2 separate regions of the Ovis aries genome follow, and region 1 is linked to region 2. The links are chromatin contacts, called in public Hi-C maps. All regions are on one chromosome and are shown on one strand. Each heading gives the region's core, a stretch centred on a gene start, on an enhancer-like site or on the middle of the called end of the contact. The rest is flanking DNA. Distances are from core to core; before and after follow the strand shown. Region 1 holds the start of CCDC6 (coiled-coil domain containing 6). Region 2 overlaps CCDC6 (coiled-coil domain containing 6).

Region 1 (2,999 bases), core at 107-2,606, 60 kb before region 2:
TTCAGTGAAAATTAAACTGGTCACTTCTAACAGTTATTTACATTGGCTGAACATTTCTGAAGAGCAAAGTCGACTCTTTTTTTGTTGTTGTTCCTGCTACACCAACAGTGACTAATTCAGAAGTCCTTAGTATTAGACTAAAAAATAATTAGAAATTTGGGGTTTAATTGCGGTTGGCATTTTGGAGCTGGCTGCCAGAAAGCAGCCATCTTGGTAAAGGATGATGTCATTTGGAACACTTGGAGGTTTCACTTTATTCCTGGGTACCAGTTTTCATTAGCCATTGAATAACTGTAATTATTAGGCTAAATTTAGTTTTAAAGATAATGGAGGAGCTGAAATAAAAATCATTAAAGCCACTTCTTTATCCTTCCTAACACATTATAAACTTTCCCCAAAGTTCAAAGCAATAGAAAAAACTTCACCCTATTTTCCCTCTATGTTTTGTTTCCATATGTTTGTTCTGTTGCCTAAGCTTGGGTAATAAAACTAGTCTGGTCGGTTTCATTTTCTGATTTTCATACATAAGCGAAAGCTGTTTTGTGTCAACAGTGTAAAGTGTTAAGAATCATCTCACCTGCTGGGCCAATTTCCTGTAAGCCTTTGTTTGGGAGCGGAGAAGGGGAAATGCAAGTTTTGATTCTGAACTATTTATGCTTTAAAACTAGAACCCCGAATTAGACCACCAACGTAATTAATCTGTGTTTAGTTTTGACCTACTTAAGTTTTCTAGAAGTGGGCAAGATGATGGGAAAGAAAATGATGGTTATGTTGCATTCCCACTTGCGTTTATCACTATTCGTATAGCAGAATGCTCTGCCTGCAGTTGCTTTGGAAAACTGGCACTTAAAAGAGATGTTTTAATCCACAAAACTTGTCTTTTTTTTCTTTTTGGATTAGATAAATGTTACTGTCTTAATCCTATTGCCCAACAGGTCCTGGCATTGTCTGCAAAATGCAGAGAGAAAAGAAAAATCTTGCAATTGTTTAGACAATTGAGCGCAGGGTGGTTTATGGGATTATTAGGAGGAGTAAAGAGGGCGGTGTGTCTCTTCTGCAGATTTTTTCTTAACGAGGTTAACCTGTGGCTCCTGTCTCGTCGCCCTCCTCCGCTCCTTGCAGGGGAACTTTCTGTTCTGTGAGCGCTATCCGAAGCTTCCCAGGCAAGCTCACTGAGAGATCAAACTAAAAGGGCTGCGTGTCTGTTTGAAACAGACAGAGGGAGACAGGAGCACACACGGTCAGCGGAAGATGGGGCCACGGAGTCGGCGGGGGCTGGATGCCCGAGCCGGGCTGACCTTTCCACGTGTCCCCAGCACCTGCGAGGCTAGTGGGGCATTAGGTTTCTTTTTCCCAGGAGCGGGCGCGAGCCCGGAAGAGGCTGGGCGGCCACGGGCTTAGGTCAGGGGGCTGGGAGGCCCTCCCTCCGAACACGTGCGGTTGGCGAGCGGCTGGTGCGGAGGCTGGCCTGGCTTTCCCGCCCCGGTCCGGCCAGCGCGTCCCCAGCCCGCCGGCGGACGCCAGGAGGGCGGCGGCGGGCGAGTCTCGGAGCTTTCCGCCGGCTTAGCCGAGCGGCCTAGCGAGCGCGCCAGGCCCGGCTGGAGCGAGCCCCAGTGCAATACTGCCCGAGCCCGGGCGGGGTCTCTGTTCTCTGGCAGAGGAGGTCCCTTGGCAGCGGGAAGCTCCCTCTCTTTCTCTCGCCGCCGCTCCGAGTCTGCGCCCTGGTGCCAGGCGCCCAGCTCGGCGCTCCCCTGTGCTCGCCCCGGCGCCCACTCATTCGCAGCCCAGCCTTCGCCGCCGCCGCCTCCCTGCTCCTCCTCCTCCGCGTCTCCCCAGCCCGCCGCGGCCATGGCGGACAGCGCCAGCGAGAGCGACACGGACGGGGCGGGGGGCAACAGCGGTAGCTCGGCCGCCATGCAGTCGTCTTGCTCGTCGACCTCGGGCGGCGGCGGCGGCGGTGGCGGCGGGGGAGGCGGCGGCGGTGGGAAGTCGGGGGGCATTGTCATCTCGCCGTTCCGCCTGGAGGAGCTCACCAACCGCCTGGCCTCGCTGCAGCAGGAGAACAAGGTGCTCAAGATCGAGCTGGAGACCTACAAACTCAAGTGCAAGGCGCTGCAGGAGGAGAACCGCGACCTGCGCAAAGCCAGCGTGACCATCGTGAGTGCCCCCCCGGGGTGCGCCGCGGTGCTGACCTCCGCCCGCCCCTGGGAGATGCTGCCTCCCGACCCAGGGCAGCCCCCGGGCTCTTCGAGGCTTCCGATGACCTGCAGCGAGCACACTCGCTGCCAAGACCCGCCGGCCCCAGAGGGTGGAGGGAGTGGGAGGTGTCCTTCGGAGCCGCGCGGGTCTGCCCTCCCCGGGGTCCAGGCCCCTCGCGGGGTGCGGGAGGAGGCTGCTGGGACCCCCCCCTCCCCCGCCCCACCGACGTTCCCTGGTCGCCCCTTGGGGAGGAGGCTCCTCCGGGAGGAGCTGGAAGGTGGCGGCGTGGCTGGCGGGGGTGGGGGGGCGGGGTGGGACTTTTTCCAGTCCTAGTTTGCTTGAGGGGTGCGTCCAGAATCGGGGAGTCCTAGGCTGAGGGAGAGGCAGGAAGCCGGGGCCTGTTCCGGGGGCTTGGCCGCGGGCTGCGGGGAGTGTGCAGCTGGGCTGGGCACTTGGTTGGCATCAGGACGGCGCTAGCTGGATCGCCCGGGGAGGGGGCGGGAGAGAGTGGCCGGGAATCCGGGAAGTGCAGTTTTTCTGGCCAGGATCGAGAGGGAAGGGCGGGTACCGGAGCTGATGCTCCCACCTCCATTGGAAGTCCTTTCCCTGGGTGGGGGGTGGCGGAGGCCGTGTACTGCTGGGAGAATGCAGCATCTTATCCTGGCTTGGACGGAGCGAAGGGTATGAACCCTGGACCGGCTAACACCAGGGTGAAGGAGATCGACTGACTCCCTCGCCGATCAAGAGGGAGTTGTTTTTTGGTGTGTGTGTGTGTGTTTTGCGTGTGTTTGGTTCCTTGG
Region 2 (2,942 bases), core at 385-2,884:
TGCATGATCAGCTCATGCCCAATTCTCTGATGGGTTGATGGTGAGGAAATAGTGATGTTTCAGGAATCTCAGCCATCAGTCTTTCGGTTCCAACCAGTCTGGGATTTACGTGTACTGGTGGTCAGCATGCAGCTAACTTCTTCCACCTAGTGGGGGTTTTAGTATCTGCACAACAACTCAAGGACATGGCTCAGGATATTATTTATAGCCCTGAGGAGGAAATAAAATAAAGGTCTTTGTCTTTGTTGTATGGCTTAACTATTATTATTTTGTCTTGCTTGACTGTTTTCTCACTTCTCTAATTAAATCTGCTATGTAACCAAAGAGCAAATTTAAAGCTTTTCTACAAACAAGAGGCAGGGGCCAAGGCAGGGGTGGGGGTAAGATGGAGGTCTATCCCTGGGGTGGTCCTGCAGGGTCTTACTCATTTTCACTATCATAATTGCATCTGTTTATCATGGACCGCATAGACTGCAGTGCACTGGAGCCCCTTGCAGTGTCAGGAAGATTCTGGACTACCCAGATTGTTCATTTAGAGCTAGCATAAACAAAATGCTTTTATGATTGGCTTAACTGTCTTGTCAGCTGTGATACGATTCATTCCACTGGCCGCTCTTTAAAAAAAAACAAAATCCTAATTCCTCTGGCTAACAGTTAAGCACCAGTCACCAATACCAACTGGAAGACCTATTATTGCTGAGATGGATAGAGATTTTAGCCCCTGTGGATTTTCTCACTTGCTTTTATGTAAGCCCAAGGCATCAGGTTCACTTCCTGCTCTTGGGAAGCCCTGTTCAATTGTTGCCTACACTTTTCTCCACCAATTCTGCTGCCAAAAGTTAATGAATTTTTTTTTTCCTTTATTTAAAAGCCTGGAACAGGACTGAGATAGGAGTACCGAATATTATATAATCTATCTGAATGTTTTCACTCTAATCCAATTTTCAAACTTTAGACCTTAAAATAACAAGTTTGTGGTCTTGTACTGTAGAATCACATTTGAAATTGGATCTGGTCCTCAGAAAACAATGCCACTGTAGCTATTAATATAATAAAAATGATTGTACTCATTCTCTTACTGAGGAGACACATTTTTCTTACTGATGGCGGAAAGCACTTAAGAACAAAAGTTTTCTGGATCTCTTGTTACACGACTTGTTGTTACTATTATTGACTTGGTCCCTGAGGTGAGAACGCCTCCGGGAATTGCAGCAGTTGCAGATTCCTAGCATCTGTGGAAAGATGATATACGGAGGGAAGGAAGGAAGTTGTGGGCAAAAACCACTGCTGAAGCCGCCATTGCCAAGTGATACAGAGCTGAGACGTTCAGAAGGCTGCTCTGTAATAGCGTTATTCTTCCATCTGTGTTTGCACAGGAATGAAACAGAGTAAGGCTTGCGAGAAGTCCCTGAATCTGCCCGTTGACCTAGACAAAGGCTTACATTCCTGGACCTCCTCTCTCCCCTCCCCTCTACCTGGAGTAATAGTTTCTCCTTCCATTCGCATCTTTAGTCCCTTCAAGGCTGTGTCTGTGGAGGGCAGGCTTGTCCGCAGGCACTAGAAGTGAGCGTAGATGTCCAGTTCCCTTCTGAAGCCTGTACGCCAGAATCTGAGGCTGCCTTCTTTTCCTCCAAGTTCTCCAAGTCACTAAGATGGCAGTGTAGTGATCTTGTTTGTTCAGGCTGCAGAATCACATGTCAGGGTGATAAATATGTATGAAACCCTGTTTAGTTCATTTTAAAGGCACCGAGGCGAACGCTGCTGTCACATCCATTCAGGTGGAGACTTGTTCTCCCGTGGCAGGGGAGAAGAGACCTTGAAATATGTTCTTCATTAAGCTGGCTCGACCAGTGGCCCTGTTGGCGTTTAGTTTTTCAGGGCTATTAATGCTGAGCAGAAAAATTGGCCATCACCTAATAGCTAACAGAACATTTGGGGCAAAGTTGAGTTGTGGGTTTTTTGTTTTTTTTTTTTTTTTGTCATTCTCATTGTTCTTTTTCATTCCACATTATCTGACTCTCAGCTGCGTGGGTTCTTTGTTTCTTTTCATGGAACAGGGGGCTTATACATTGTGTTCACGATACATCTGCAGAGGGCTTCTGGGATGTGTTTATTGCATTTTAAATGCCACAACCACCAGAGGCCAAATTATAAGGCAGAATTTTCCTGTTAGCAGCATGCCAGAAATCTCAGTCCAACGTAATCTGCATTATGATTAGAAAATACAATAAACTTGAGGCAGTTCTTTTAGTCTTCACAAATCACTGCGTTTTGGTTTTTTTTCAAAATGTGCAAAATATGTGTAGTATGTTACCATTATGGCTGGAGTTAATGTGCCAGTCTGGATTCCACAAAATACAAGAGCAAGGTTTAGGGCTTAGCAGCTTTTCAGGTTGACTTCTTTGACAAAATATGGAGAAATGCAGGTAGAAAGTAAAAGTAGGAGAAGGAAACGAAAAATAATGAGATGAAGCTGGAGTGAGAAGTTGCTTTATTCACTAGGGTAGGGGTAAGTAAGCATTGTTATTTCTAGTTGAAAAGGTGAATCTTGGAGATTGAAAGATACTTGGCTGCACTGTAGATGGACTTGAACTATCACTGGAAGTGCTGTGCAAATGATTTTAAACCTTGCAGTTATAAATGTTGCAGTGTTCTGCATTTCTTGGGTTTTTTTTTTTTTTAATTTTAAAAAGTCTACAGTCAGCCCAGTTAGTAATTACCTTAAAATACAGAGATATATCCTACTACTAATTATCTTTACTTTCCTTTTTTTTTTTTTCCTTTTAATTTATGATAAGTTCTCAGCTTAAAATGAATTCTTTCTTTGGGTGAAATATTCTCTACTTCTCAAAGAAGAAAGGGTTAATTTTTACAAAATGGATTTTTTTTTTTTTGCAGGTTGAGTCCAGAGCCTCAAGAATTCCTTTATCTTATTCATTGAG

Evidence for each region. A called contact is a pair of places that touch in the nucleus more often than the background predicts.
Region 1: a Hi-C map of hypothalamus shows a contact between it and region 2, with 5 times the contacts expected there. The contact joins the promoter of CCDC6 here to the enhancer-like site in region 2. A contact is called at or near these places in 4 of 16 Hi-C or Micro-C datasets (blood, hypothalamus, muscle and 1 more).

Annotation. Positions count from the first base shown.
Region 1 is chr25:14,906,293-14,909,291 of ARS-UI_Ramb_v3.0, reverse strand. It overlaps CCDC6 (coiled-coil domain containing 6), which reads left to right and starts at 1,356. Exons shown (of 9, transcript XM_015104369.4): 1 at 1,356-2,157. The coding sequence starts at 1,849.
Region 2 is chr25:14,846,478-14,849,419 of ARS-UI_Ramb_v3.0, reverse strand. The region is part of intron 2 of CCDC6 (coiled-coil domain containing 6); the gene reads left to right. Among named protein-coding and RNA genes, the nearest start is that of CCDC6, 60 kb to the left of the region's middle. Within about 2 kb of position 1,634, at least 10 of the 54 cell types and tissues checked have an H3K27ac peak or open chromatin away from gene starts, as enhancers often do. A contact at or near this core is called in hypothalamus, where this site is marked.